Regions from separate parts of the Mus musculus genome. Here region 2 is linked to region 1. A link is a contact called in public HiChIP or PLAC-seq data. All regions are on one chromosome and are shown on one strand. Each heading gives the region's core, a stretch centred on a gene start, on an enhancer-like site or on the middle of the called end of the contact. The rest is flanking DNA. Distances are from core to core; before and after follow the strand shown.

The links. HiChIP or PLAC-seq counts read pairs in DNA pulled down with a chosen protein or histone mark.
Region 2: an H3K4me3 HiChIP or PLAC-seq map of embryonic stem cells shows a contact between it and region 1, with 24 read pairs. The contact joins the enhancer-like site here to the promoter of 2410004B18Rik in region 1. A contact is called at or near these places in 6 of 39 promoter capture datasets (the 3T3-L1 cell line, the C10 cell line, the HPC-7 cell line and 2 more), 2 of 15 datasets of contacts at CTCF or cohesin (CD8 T cells and the NIH/3T3 cell line), 10 of 484 Hi-C or Micro-C datasets (the BV-2 cell line, embryonic fibroblasts, embryonic stem cells and 3 more), 9 of 115 datasets of contacts at active chromatin or transcription factors (bone marrow-derived dendritic cells, bone marrow-derived macrophages, embryonic stem cells and 4 more) and 2 of 9 other capture datasets (adipose tissue and pancreatic islet).

Annotation. Positions count from the first base shown.
Region 1 is chr3:145,935,005-145,942,046 of GRCm38.p6, reverse strand. It overlaps 2410004B18Rik (RIKEN cDNA 2410004B18 gene), which reads right to left and starts at 4,033. Exons shown (of 3, transcript NM_025555.5): 1 at 3,719-4,033; 2 at 2,951-3,149. The coding sequence starts at 3,988.
Region 2 is chr3:146,023,504-146,030,545 of GRCm38.p6, reverse strand. It overlaps Gm40166 (a long non-coding RNA gene), which reads left to right. Exons shown (of 3, transcript XR_867698.2): 1 at 1-24. Among named protein-coding and RNA genes, the nearest start is that of Gm40166, 3.7 kb to the left of the region's middle. Within about 2 kb of position 3,240, at least 32 of the 459 cell types and tissues checked have an H3K27ac peak or open chromatin away from gene starts, as enhancers often do. A contact at or near this core is called in embryonic stem cells, where this site is marked.

The DNA.
Region 1 (7,042 bases), core at 2,784-5,283:
CTGTTAGGCAGCGAGGGACAAGGCTTGATTTAACCTCCTCTATATTCTGAACATAAGTAGCAAAAATGACCAGAGGAAGAAGACTATGGGAAGGTAAAATAAAAGCCAGGTAGCTTAATAATTACTTACAAACTATAGGTTAAAAAATGTCAGGGGTTGGAGAGATGGCTCTAGATCAGAATTTGAATTCTCACAGCCTTTGCAAAAAGCCTGATCAGTTAACTCATGTCTGTCATCTCAAAGCTCACATGGCAAGGTGGGAGGCAGAGACAGAATTCCCAGCTCTAAAGCCAGCCTGACATGGCATACATACATGAATGGCAGAGAAAAAGTCAAACAAGGTAGAAGATAAGGCTGACACCCAGGGTGGTCCTCTGGTCTCCACGTTCACATGTGTACAAAGAGGAAATGTCAGGCAAATTAATATTTTCAGCAACTTCCTATGGCACGGGAGTGTGCACTGGCTGAGGATGTGGCTGAGTAGGTCGAGTGTTCGCCTAGCACACAGAAAACCCTAGGTTCAACATCTAGGAGCACAGAATAGAGGGTGGTACAGACGTGTGATCTCAGTTTGAGAGGCAGGGGCAAGAGGATCGGAAGTTCACGGCCATCTGGCTACATAGTGTCAGACCCAATTTCAAAAAAGGAGGGGGGCTATTTATTACAAGAGTTATATTCAGTAACCAACACACAAGTCCAAATTAACAATTTAATATTTATCTATTTTTAATGTGCGTGCCACCCCTGAAACCCCACTTACTTCCTGAGACAAGGTTTCTCTTCTGTCTGGCATTTACCAATTGTTAGACAGGCTGGCCTTCAGGCCCCAAAGGTTCTCCTGCCTCTGCCTCCCTGGGATCAGGATGATAAGCAGGCATCACTACATCAGCATTTGTAGGTAGATCCTGGGATCAAACCCAGGTCCTCAGGCGTGTGAGGACAGCCCTGTAAGACTGTGCTACATCCTCAGCCTCACTCAGGTGACTTTTGAGTCATGCCATGTGGCTTTAAACCAGAAAAAAACGAGTTCTTTTTGTCCTTTTCCACTGCTAACATTCACTTTTCAACCAAAAGGATAGAACTCGCTATGGTAATATGGGTGCTTTTGCCATTTATTTGAATTTCTGATAATTGAACCCAAAAATTAAAAACAGAGGATTCTTGCTTCCTTGGTCTTTATCCTCAAGGGACAGAGATGTAAGAGCACTAGACTGCGACAACCCGGATGTCAACTCTGGTCCCGGAGAAGAATGGTTAGTTCTTAACCAGTGAAACAGGGAGGAAGCAACCTCAGCTTAACAAGACACAAATCCTATTTCAAGGTTGAACTTAAGTCTTAATTTGTCAGTTCCTAATGGTGTGCACGTAGGCAAATTCCTTCATGTCAGACTGTATTCTAATCTGCAAGACTGATAAGCAACTATGAGTAACTATTGTGTCAGTTTGCTAAGAATATTAAAAGTATTTACTGTGACCTTGGGTAAGTCTTAAGCTTTCATTTTTATATTTACCTGTTCTAGTTTTGTAGGACTCTATAAGGATTACTTTATTCAAAAATATCTTTTAATCAAAGTACCATATAATAATGTATTAAAATTCACACTTTATTAAAGATCTTAAAAAAAAAAACCAGCCCAAACCTGGACATAGTATATACCTATAATCCCAGTGCCAGGGAGGTAAAGGCAGGGGAACAGGGGTTCAAGGTCATCTTCAGCTATGTCAGATGCTGCCTTGCCAAACAGATCAAAAGAGTGCGTGTAGACTCCTGCCAGTAGCAGCCCTTCTCTTAAACATCTCTCTCTATGGTTGGCCCTTGTATTGGAAGATCAGAAATTTGTTTAACAAAAAAGCAAACGGCTTTCAGAACGACAGTCTAAAACGCTGAGCTCAGTCTAACAGCCAGCCTCTGAGTGCTCACAATGTACTAGAGTAACCTAGGCCACACACAGGACCAGATCAGAGCTTGCTGCCTGACAAACTGTATTGCAGAAGGCCTTGTGAAAAGCAGCCACACACAACTAAGTTAGCAGCACTAGCACATCCCAGGTAAAGGAGAGGAAATACTAGAAAAATTTCCACTTTGGTTTCTGTAAGATGAATGGCTTTACCAGCCAAGAGTTTAAAGCATTCGGTCCAGACTATTGGCAATACCCACCAAAGCAAGAACCCATCCCAGTGTGGTCCACCCAGGTCTGAGTTTCAAGATAAAAATGCTGGGATGGAGCCCCAAAATGACGGTGGTGAGGGGGACCGAACGGGTCACACAACTCTCCAGCTCTCTTCAGTTTGTAGAGGTTCGGGGGCAAGCCAGTTACACAATCAGATATCAACTGTAGAAGCTCACTACTAGCTACAGTTGGAGACAGAGATTTGCAGGAAGAGATTACTGCAGCAGTCTAGGCACGACAGAAACGAGATTACCAACAAGGCAAGGAAATCAAACCACTCCAGGCCTGCTCCTACACAGCTGCTTCACGCTGCAACCCTGATTAGCTGAAGCACTGCTGTCTCAACAGAAGCGAAGCCTTCAGTGGGTCACAAATGCAGGACAAGGACCCGCGAGCGAGTTCACACCCGCCGCTCTAATAAGGCATCATACCCAGAGACCTCTGAGACTACTTTCAGGCAGAATCCTTACAAACGGAGCGGAAACGTGGGTTGCTGGCACACACCTTCAGTCCTAGCACTGAGATACTGAGGCACAGACAGGCTGGGCTGGCCTCACTCAAGAGACTGGTCTACATAATGAGTTCCGAGAACATTCAGGTTACATAGACCTTGTCTCCCCCCAAAACAAAACAAAAAACCCGAACGATCGAAAGACCGTTAGCATCCAAAGACAATTTCTGGGCAAGCCTTCCAACTCACTAGGCTGTAAACCTTGTCCGGAAGGATTTTCTTCTTTCTGAGTGCTGAAATCTTAAACAACAACACTCCTCTCTCTTACCTGATTCCACTGTCTCCTCCCCTTCAGGCAGAAGCCTGGCTTTCTTGGCGTTCTGTGGGGCATCGTCTCCATTGTCTTCATAGATATTCGACCATTTGATCGCCATGTCCAGCTCTGGCGGCGGCGGCTTCTTCTCAGTAGTGTAGGTCTCTGGGGGCGGCACGCAGTTGGACTTCCAGATCTTGAACTCCTTTGGAGGCTGTCGAGTAAGCACATTAAGAAACCCTGTGACGAACCGAGGTTCCCGCGATGGATACGAGCGCATGCACCTCCCTGCTCATCATTCTGGCTGACTTTCCTCTTTCTTTCTTTTTTAAAATCCTTTAGGCTTAAAAGACACTTTTTTTTTTCCATCAACATCACAACACTGTTAGGTGAAAAAGTCAAAGGGTTCCCTGGATAAATAAAGCTAATAACTTTTAGTTACCAAAGGAGGATGCAGTCCCAGATACTACGGCCAGGCTGACCCCTTCAGGAGGCTGCAGCAGAGACGCTGTCTTGGAGGCAGCAGCGCAGGCACTTCGGCGTCAAAGGGAAGGGGTCTCGGGGAGAAGCTGCAGCGGGGGGCGGGGAGTCACCACCGTTAGTCGTCGCCCGGCTGGGACCCCCGAGCGCGGAGGGGCGGGCCCGGGCTGACACCCCCCGGGCTCCCGGGGCCGTGGGGACGCGCGGCGCGGCGCGGGCTGAGTGCGAGCCGGGGGTGGGCGAGCGGGCGGAGGGGCAAGCGGGCGTCGGGCCCCGGGGCGGCCGCGGGGCCGGGGATCTCACCTCCTCCGGCGCTTTCACCACATGCCGCTCCCAGTCGATCTGCTTGTTGAGCGGGTTGTAGAGGAAGGCCGGGCGGGTCACGCTGCGGAACAGCTCGTCCGGGCCGGGCAGCCGCTTCTCCGCCTGCTTCCCGCGGCCGCCCGTCGTCGGAGCCGAGGCCGCCTCCTTGCGACCCGCGTCTTCCGGCTCGCTGTTCTCATCCGACGAGTCGGAGCTGCTGCTCCCGTAAGCCGCGAAGTAGCTCAACGGGTCCTTCTCTTCGGCTGCCATGACGGCCGCGGGTTCCCACCCTCTCTCGGCCGGAAGCCGGAAGCCGGAAGCCACGGCTGATCCCGCCCCCCAGGCTGGCGAGTTATCCATTTGCGCCCCCTAGCGGCGGAGCCGCGCTCCTACTCATGGGCGGAGATTGGAAGGATGCTGGAGGCGGGGATTCCACAGCCCTCAAGCAAGTTATTTATTTGTTTTTTCTTAAGGATCTCTGGGAAAAAGCAGCGGGAGCCTTAGGATACCCGGAGGGAAATCAGTGGCCACAGTCACACTCTGGGCTTGTAATTTAAAGCAGAGAAAAACCAAACATGCATACCTATAATCCTAGGCAAATTTGAGGGCCAGCGAGGTGCATGTAAGTCCTTTCTTAACAGCTAATACAGTGCAGGAGACGTTGTCTACCAAACAGTAAGAACAAGCAAGCAGGGGGTGGGGGCGCACACTTCTAACCCCAGCACTTGAGAAGATGAGACCGGAGTATTGCCACAAACTAGAGGTCAATGGTGAAATTTTACAGCCCCCCACCCCAAGTTGGTACCATTGTAAATATTTAGATCCCAGTTAAAAATGCCTGGTCAGAGGTGACATAGTCATTAATAACTTGCCATTTGGTCTGATTCTTATCTGCTAAATTCTACAGAAAAATACGAAGTCTGGTAATGGAACGGGCTAGACTGCCTTGTTCAGGTTTATATTCCTAGTATTTATTTTGGTGACCGTCCCTGGAGTACATCAAGGAATATTGCTGGGTTGTAATTTCTGAGATAATAGGTCTGAGTGTTTCTAGAAAAACTTCCTTCCGTCCAAGTACCTAGACTTGACAGAGATACAATTGTTCCCAAAGTACAAAGTCCTGGGTTACCCAAATCATCCTCAGATCTGACATCATTAGCAAATTCAGGGTCCCCTCACGCACCCTCCAGCCTGGTAATGTGACAAAATTGTAGAACCCGCTGAAAGCTGAGTAACCACGTGTATATAGCTACAGTTTACTGCAGCAAATATAGCATAAGTCCAACCAAGGGAAGATGGGCGAGGAGCGGTCCAGAGGAGTCCTCATTCAGAGCTTCCGGTTACCCTCCGGAAACATGAACCAAATCAGTGCAGCTCAGGAGGCAGAGCTCGCTGCCTGGTACTGGGTTCCAGTACCAGCACCCATATAAACTGGGCATGGTGGTGTGTATTTGTAATCTCAGCGCGTGGTGGAAATGGGGTGAATGTACAAGGCTCCGACACCCGTGGCCGTGCTTGTTTATATAATGAGTTTGGGGAAAAACCATAGGGAAGGTACATGGACAAGTGAAACCCCAGGATGTCCAGGAAACTTTAGAGTAGCATCAAGATGCTGGGCTGGCAGAAGGCTCTTAGATGGGGTAAAGAATCTCTAGCATTAAAAATTTAAACTTGAGAGCTGGAGAGATGGCTCAGGGGTTAAGAGCACTGACTGCTCTTCCAGAGGTCCTGAGTTCAATTCCCAGCAACCACATGGTGGCTCACAACCATCTGCAATGGGATCTGATACCCTCCTCTGGTGTCTGAAGACAGCTACATTATACTCATCTACATAAAATAAATATTTTTTTTCGAGACAGGGTTTCTCTGTGCAGTCCTGGCTGTCCTGGAACTCACTCTGTAGACCAGGCTGGCTTCGAACTCAGCAATCCACCTGCCTCTGCCTCCCAAGTGCTGGGTTTAAAGGTGTGTGTCACTACTGCCTGGCTTAAAATAAATAAATCTTAAAAAGAAAACAAAAAGAATATTTGGCAAGAAATAGCAATGGGTTCCTAAAAACTAAAGTAACAAAAATTTTTTATTTTTTACAAAAGCTAAACTCGAGAGAGAATAAGGAAGGGTAAGAGAGGAGACTGGAGACTGCAGAGTAGGTACAGAAAGGGGACCACAGGGAGAAGGGCACAGCATGAGCCAAGTGGCAGGTTGTCGGCAAGTGTCAGGTTAAGTCAGATGAACTAGCGGGAGACTGCCCTAGGAAAAGGCCTAAGCTTTAAGCTATATTAGAAGTCTCATGTCCTTATTTATACTATTGGTGGATCTGAGAAAGTCCCACTATAAAAGATGTAAGCTGTCTACAATGGACCTGTATTAATTATTAATAAAGGGCAGATTAACTAAAGGTAACATGGGCTGGGATAAACTGGTTGGTTGTCTGTAGTGATGGGACTTAAATAAAAGTTCTGACCTTGAAAAGAAAATTAAACTCAAAAAGTTTCATCAAGGGCTACAAGGTGGCTCAGTAAGGTGCCTACTGCACACACAGGACTCCCCTGTGAGTGTGGGTTCCCAACACCCATATAAAAGTTGGTGTAGTGGTTCATTTGAAACCCTAGGGCCTGGGGACGCAGAGCTAGGGGGAATCCCAGGAGCCGCCCGTCTAGCCAAATGGTGAAGTCTAGGCTGAGCAAGTCACTGTCTCAAACAGTAAGATGGAGAGCAACCAAGTAAGACAACAGACAGCAGCCTCTGGACTCCATACATAGGCACACACACTAACATGCTCACACATGTACTACACAGACACAGACACAGACATACACACACACACACACACACACAGAGTTATTTATTAAAACAAGTGAAAATGTAAACAAAAACTAAAAAAACAAAACAAAGAGCCAACCTAACTTCCTGACAGCCACTCCCCTGGCCTGTTGGACCTTGCAGGACTATGCTAAGGATGACCCTCTTCGTAGAGGAACCCCAGAAACCGCCTGAGGAGGCCTCCATCTTTATGCCCCAACAATGAGACATTCTAGAAAATGTCTAAAGAAGAGTTGCTAGGGTTGAGACAGGAGGGAGGTTGAAAGATTATATTTTTAAGGCAGTGAAAATAAGTTACTTGGTTATGCAGTATTATACATTTCTAAAACTTTCAAGTTATGTAATGGAGGACCCAATATGGACTTTGGTTAATAACAACATTGGTTCATAGGCTATAACAAGTTGTCATCAATATTAGAAGTACGGGAGACCGTAAGGAACTGGTACTTAATTACTTACGCTCGGTTTTTCTGTTAAGCCCACAACGTACAAAAAGCAGGA
Region 2 (7,042 bases), core at 1,991-4,490, 89 kb before region 1:
GGTATCTCACAGCAGCAGTTGCTGGTAAGTGCTTGAAAACCCTTTGTTGGTTTCGGCTGGTAACACACAGCTCATTATTTCTGCTTTCTGCTCTCCTTGGGGTGGGGGTTTCCCACGTTTCCTCCATCTAGGAGGAAGCAATAGGAGCAGTTGTGAGGAGACAGCTTCCTGAATTTTTTCCTGTTTCCTTACAAGAGAGGAAATTCTAAACCTCGAGACAGGAAAAGGATTGCTTCCCATTTTGGCTCCCTCCTTTATGAGACCCAAAATCAAAGGCTGAATCCTCTGAGTGATAGGAGGAGTCAGTCAGGCATTCTGCACTGTCCCCATAGCCAGCTTGCAGCAGATTGTGTCTGTATTTTTACAGATTCTCTGTATTGCTCTTTGTTTACATGTCTGAGTATGCGCATGAACATACTCAAAGACCATAAAGTTAGCACTGGGTCCCTGGGAGCTGGAGTTATACGGATCCATCCTAAGAAATCGATGCTGTTGCGTGTAGTTTTATGTTACTGTCTTTGCTCCAGACCGGCCAGGCTACCAGCCTCCACACAGCTTCCCTTGAATCCTTTGACAGAACACACACACAGACACACACACATACACACACACACAAACATACATACACACACACACAGAGTTTGTTCCTTTACAATTTGACTTCTTGGCACAGTTCCTGGGCACTGGTATCTCCCTCCCAGAAAAGCATGCCCTTACCAATTTATTATGTCTACCTCTCTACCTGCCCTAAACTTCAGTGGCTAGTCCCACTAGCCCCTGCCAAACATCCCTGGCCACCTGCCTGTAGTAGTGGCCACAGGCCCCAGCTTCCCCAGAGACCTCACATGGCTGCTGTGTTGTTCTCTCTCCAAAGATGGCAGAAACTTCTCTTTCCTTCCTCGTGTCTCCTTTTCCTCCTGGGGTCTGGAAGTTCTGCCTGTACCTTTCACCCAGCAATTGGCCCCCTGGATTTCTTTACTGACAAATTGGGGAGCAGGACCTTAGCATCAGAACCACCCTGCTTCAATTGCTAAAAACTGAACTCAGGTCACCTGAAAGAGCTGCAACCACTGAGCCATGTCTCTAGCCCTCGAGGGGATAGGGGTTGTTGTTTGTTTTATAGACCCAACAGGCTTTCGCAAGAGTTGGTCCGGACAAGGTGCATTCAATCCTTTAACAGAGAAGGACCTGGTGTTAGCTATGAGCCTAACTCAAAGCAGCTTTGGTTTTCCTGTCCCTCTATTTGTGATAGAGAGAAGGCAGGATTGAGACATAGCAATACTCTCTCAATTGCTGTGTGTAGATAGCTCAAGATGTAGATCACCATACATATGACTACTCACCGGTTTATTGTTATGTATAGGAAAATTGATGCTTATTGATGACAAATGACACTGGTTTTCTACTCACAGAATAAGGTTTACCCTCAATTTTACTTTTAAAAGACATTTTTAAATTTGAAATTACAGTGTATGTTTGTATGTGTGTAATGTATCCCACAATGTGTGTGTGTGTGTATGTGTGTGTGTGTGTGTGTGTGGTAGATCTTACAGGAGCCAGTTCTTCCCCTCCACCATGTATGTCCCAGGGATCAAACTGAGCAACCAAGTGCCTTTATCTGCTGTCTTAGTCAGTGTTCTGTTTCTATGAAGAGCATCCAGGACCACAACAACTTTTAAAGGAAAGCATTTAACTAGGGTTGACTTACAGTAAAGAGGTTTAGTCCATTATTGTCATGGCAGGAAGCATGGTGGTGCACAGGCAGCCATGGTGCAGACCAGCAGCTGAGAGTTCTACGTCTGGATTGGCAGGTAGCATGAAGAGAGAATGACACTGGGACTGGCTTCAACTTCTGAAGCCTTAAAGCCCACCTGCAGTGACATACTTCCTCCAACAAGGCCACACTCACTCCAACAAAGCCACACCTCCTAACAGTGCCACTACAAATGGGCTATGGGCCACACCCACCCCAACAAGGCCACACCTCCTAACAGTGCCACTACCACTGGGCCTATGGGGACCATTTTCATTCAAATCACCAGCTGCTAAACCATCTTGTTGGTTCTTTAAAACATTCCTCAGAGAAAGTATAACAGCCAGTTGTGGTGGTGCATGCCTTTAATCCCAGCACTTGGACGGAAGAGACAGGTAAATCTTTGTGAGTTCAAGACCAGCCTGGTCTACAAAGCGAGCTCCAGGGCAGCAGATGCTACATAGTGAAATTCTATCCCCCAAAGCAAAAATTTAGATAAGGATACAAACATGATCAAAGAAATATTTCTTTTAATGCATACTAGTTTTACATACATACATATATGTATGTACGTATGTATGTATATGCGCACCCAGTACATGCCTATAAAGGCCAGAAGACGGCATTAGACCCCCTGAAACTGGAGTTACAGCTATGAGCCTCCATGTTGGTGCTGGTAAGCCAAGCTGATCTGCAAAAATCAAGTTCTCTCCACCACTGAGCCATCTCTGCAGCCTAAAATGTTTATTCTCCTAGGTGGTAAAGGGTGTTCACCATGCCACATTCAGCTCTATATACAAACTATTGAGGCGGGGAAAGACTCGGCTGCCGCTTCTCCCATGCCTGTTTGCTTGGCTCTGAGCTAACGCAGCACACAAAGGTGCTATGCAGTTTCTTCCTCCAGTGAAGCATTGCTTCCTGGGGGCTGAGGAAGATTCATATTCAAGAAGCCAAAAATTTACAGGACTCAAAAGATAGGGAACCGCAAGGCTAACAAGTCTGTAAGCAGGGACCAATTACCAGAGGGGCGAGATGCTTCCCAGAGCTGCCTGAGTCCTGTAGGGCACACCTGGGCTGCAGCTTCCAGAGGCAGCTGCCTTTGAGTCTCTCAGGCTCCTTGTACACTCATAAACCTCATAAAGTTACTGGCTTGGTTGGAATCTGCTTTGTTCTGTTGTGGGCACTACCTGGAGCGAACAGACATTTGTTCATGTCTCCCCAGGAAAAGCCAGACAAGATCAAATGTAGATTCACACAACCTTGGACAGGCAGCAGTCTTCGAACTGCTGTTCCTTATCTGCCAGTCTGGACAAGCAGCCTCCCCTTACCTAACAACCCAAACTCGCTTGCAGTGAGTTTGACATGGCCACAGGGGGAGGGGTGGGGCGGGGATGTGGGGTGGGCTAGGCAAGAATGGACACAGACAAGCTGGCAACCTGCACCTGACTTCTTGAACGAAGGTCAAGAACAAAAGGTCGCTGTTCACAATCTGCAGCTGGGGAAAGTCCACAAGGTACAGGTTGCCCTGGTAACATCACACAAAACACCCTGGATATGAAAGGGGGTTCCCTTCCTGGACTTAACATGAACTGTATATTTCTAAAGTTGAAATTTTAACCACTCCATGGACGTTTACTTTGATAAGAGGAATTTCCACAGAAGTAGGTAGGGATACAGAAGTTACCAAGATTTTACTACGCCCATGTCTCCGTTAGGGAAAAACAGAGGTAAACACAGATGGCTTGAATGCATATTGAGGCCTTAACAGGAAAGAATGATGATAACACAAGCCAGAGGCTTAAATACTGGATAAAGAAAATTTAAAATGTCAAATGTACGACCTGTTCCCTGTATGCCCTCTCTGCTACTCTATTAATGGAGGACTTTACTCATAAGCCCCGATCACATTTATGAAATGACTTCCTTTTAATAAAGTAGAAAACAGAATCTTGCATTTCTAGAAAAAATAAATAAAAAAAAAAACTATTCGAACTCAAGTGAAAGAGGTCCAAATCAAAAGGGTGTGTTTGCCTTGCCTTTGTGTAAGAGTCCATTTAAATAAAGTCTCCCTTAGAGGCCCAAAGCAAAGACACATAATTCAGACCAAAAGACACACGGTTTCTCACCCAGGAGTATTTGCTGTGTGTGTGTTTGTATACCATGAGGGCACTAGTGTTCTCAGAGGTCAAAAGAGGGCATCTGGCCCCCTGAGGCTGGAGCTACAGGCAACTCCAGAGCAACAAGTGTTCTTAACCAGTGAGCCATCTTTCCAGCCCCAAGGAGTGGATACTTTGTTTTGTTTTGTTTTGTTTTGTTTTTCAAGACAGGGTTTCTTTTTTTTTTTTTTTTTTTTTTTTTTTGAGACAGGGCTTCTCTATAGCCCTGGCTGTCCTGGAACTCACTTTGTAGACCAGGCTGGCCTCGAACTCAGAAATCCACCTGCCTCTGCCTCCCCAGTGCTGGGATTAAAGGCATGCGCCACCACACCCGGCTGAGTGGATACTTTTTAATCGCATAGAAATTGCAGCTTGGGTTGGTGAGATGGCTGAGTGGGTAAGAGCACCCGACTGCTCTTCCGAAGTTCAAATCCCAGCAACCATATAGTGGCTCACAACCATCCGTAATGAGATCTGACTCCCTCTTCTGGAGGGTCTGAAGACAGCTACAGTGTACTTACATGTAATAAATAAATAAATCTAAAAAAAAAAAAAAAAAAAAAGAAATTGCAGCTTATGCCCTTAGGTTTTTTTTTTTTAAGATATTTTCCTTGTTTACATTTTCAATGCTATCCCAAAGGTCCCCCATACCCACCCCCCCAATCCCCTCCCCACCCACTCCCCCTTTTTGGCCCTGGCGTTCCCCTGTACTGGGGCATATAAAGTTTGCAAGTCCAATGGGCCTCTCTGGCCCTTAGTTTTTGTCTTTCCTCTATAAAAAGACAACCATCCTCAAATGTCTTTTCCAGCCATTCGCTTTTTAATAAACAGCTGATTATCTTCTAAGTTATTGCCCCTCTAGGCATATGGCGATGAACTAGACACACAAGCTTCTTGTTGCTATGAGAACACTGTTTACATCTGAAAGGTAGAGACAGATAAGGTAACTTCAGATAAACACCTTGATGGAGACGAGCTCCGGGACAGTAGATGTGATGCGACTTATAGTTCTTAAAAATATTTTAACATAGTTAATGTGCATGTGTGTGTGTGTGTACTACTGTGCTGCGGTTTTTAACACAATCTTACAGTTTTACCAGTACTCAGGAGCCAGATGCTGGGGGGAAAGCCTGCTAGCTCAGAGAGGCAGAGAAAGCACCGTGCTGACCTTCCTCCTCAGTCAACACCCCAAAAGGGAAAGGAAGCCCTCCCTCTCCACAGCACCCCAAAAACCTTTCAAACTCAATGTCTCTCCCTTCTACTCCAGGGTCTCTCTGCCAGTCCTCCTGACTTCCTCTCACTCTCTCTGGCTTTCCTGTCTACTGGTTGCTTGCTAACGCCTTTGACTGATGGTTGACTTTCTTTAATAATATTGACAATAAACAGAAAGAACGCAGTTGGATTAAAGGTGTGTGCTAGGGCTGAGCCGCACTACAACTAGAAACAGGTTTTTCCAGTAAATAACACAGTCTTAGAGTTCACTTCGTAGTCAGATATCCTGCAAGTGTTTGCTCACGGAAGTCAGAGCGGTTCTTTCCGTTTCACTACATGAATTCTTTGGATCAAGCTCAGGTCCTTAGGCTTGGCAGCAAGCACCCTTGCCTGCTGAGCCACCTCCAGCCTGTGACAAACAAAAATGTCCCTCTCCAGATGTTTGAACACTTCATCCCCAGTTGATGGCGCTGTTTGGGAAGGCTTAGGAGGTGTGGTCTTACTGGAGAAAGTATGTCACTGTGGGCGGGCTTTAAGGTTTAAAGGCCATGCACCGGTCTCAGTTTGCTCTCTGCTCCTGCAGAGAGGGATCAAGATGCAACCTTGCAGTTCCAACTGTCATGCCTGCCACGTTCTTGTCATGATGGATCTTATCCCTCTGGAACTGTAAGACCAAATACACCCTTCTATGAGCCATCTTGGTCCTGGCGTTTTATCGCAGCAGTAAAAGGAGTAACAAATGCTTGGAGTGACATTTCCTCAGCAACAGGAATGGCACAAAAGGTACTACCTAAGTAACAGGTGGGTCTCTACGCCTGCCCAGGCGGAAGGGAGAATGGAGAGGTCCTGAAACAAGGGAGGTCCCAGAGTGGACAAGGAGCGGTACCCAGGAGATGATGTGTTCTATCTTTACCGATCACTTTAGTCTCCACGGATTACAGGGACTTCGGACACAGAGGGACCAGGGGCAGCACAGATGGGATGGGAGAAAGCAACACAGTTCTCAGTCTGGGCTCTACCACACCCAGATCTTTGATGGGCGAGTATAGAGGGATGGTAGAAAAGATTAATGTGGGAGCAGCAGGGTAAGACAAAGAACAGTGAAGTGCTGTGGGCATTTGACAGGTCTGCCTGCTCAGCATCCGGTCTTCCCTCGAAGCCAGAAAATTCACTACCATAGGCTTTAGGCTGCAGTGTTTCTTGACCTGTGGGTCCCAAGCTCGTTGGGAGTTGCATATCCTGAATATCCAAAATATGATTATGAAGTAGCAATGAAATAATTTTATGGTTGGGGGGGTCACCACAAGATGAGGAACTGTATTAAAGTGTTGAAGTGTCAAGAAGGGTAAGACCTTCATCTAGGGGAAAGATATGGCTAATTCCTAACTCCTGGAGACTTGCAATACAACTGGTACCTTTGTTGGGAAATCCATATCAGAAATGATGATGCAGCCGGACCTAGTGGCTCACGCCTTTAATCCCAGCACTCGGGAGGCAGAGGCAGGCAGATTTCTGAGTTCGAGGCCAACCTGGTCTACAGAGTGAGTTCCAAGACAGCCAGCGCTATACTGAGAAACCCTGTCTTGAAAAATAAAAAACAAAAAGAAAGAAATGATGATGCAGAGCCCTGATGGCCACACCACAGCAGAATCGGGGCTAGGAGTGGCCTTGTCAGCCACTGTTGACCAGCCTGTTTTTGCCCCTTTCAGGCTCCCTAAGACTGCCAAAAGTTTTTATTATATTTTAAAAACTGAAGCATGCCTTAGAAAAATCACAGATCTCACTGTGCTTCTTGAGAAAGAATCATCTTTGAGGCCACCAAGGGCAAGATATACAAGCCTGTTGGCACCGTCAGCGAGCCCTGCTTCCGAAGTGTGCTTTTAAGATTTCCTTTCTGCCTGAGTTATAGCCAGTTAATTTT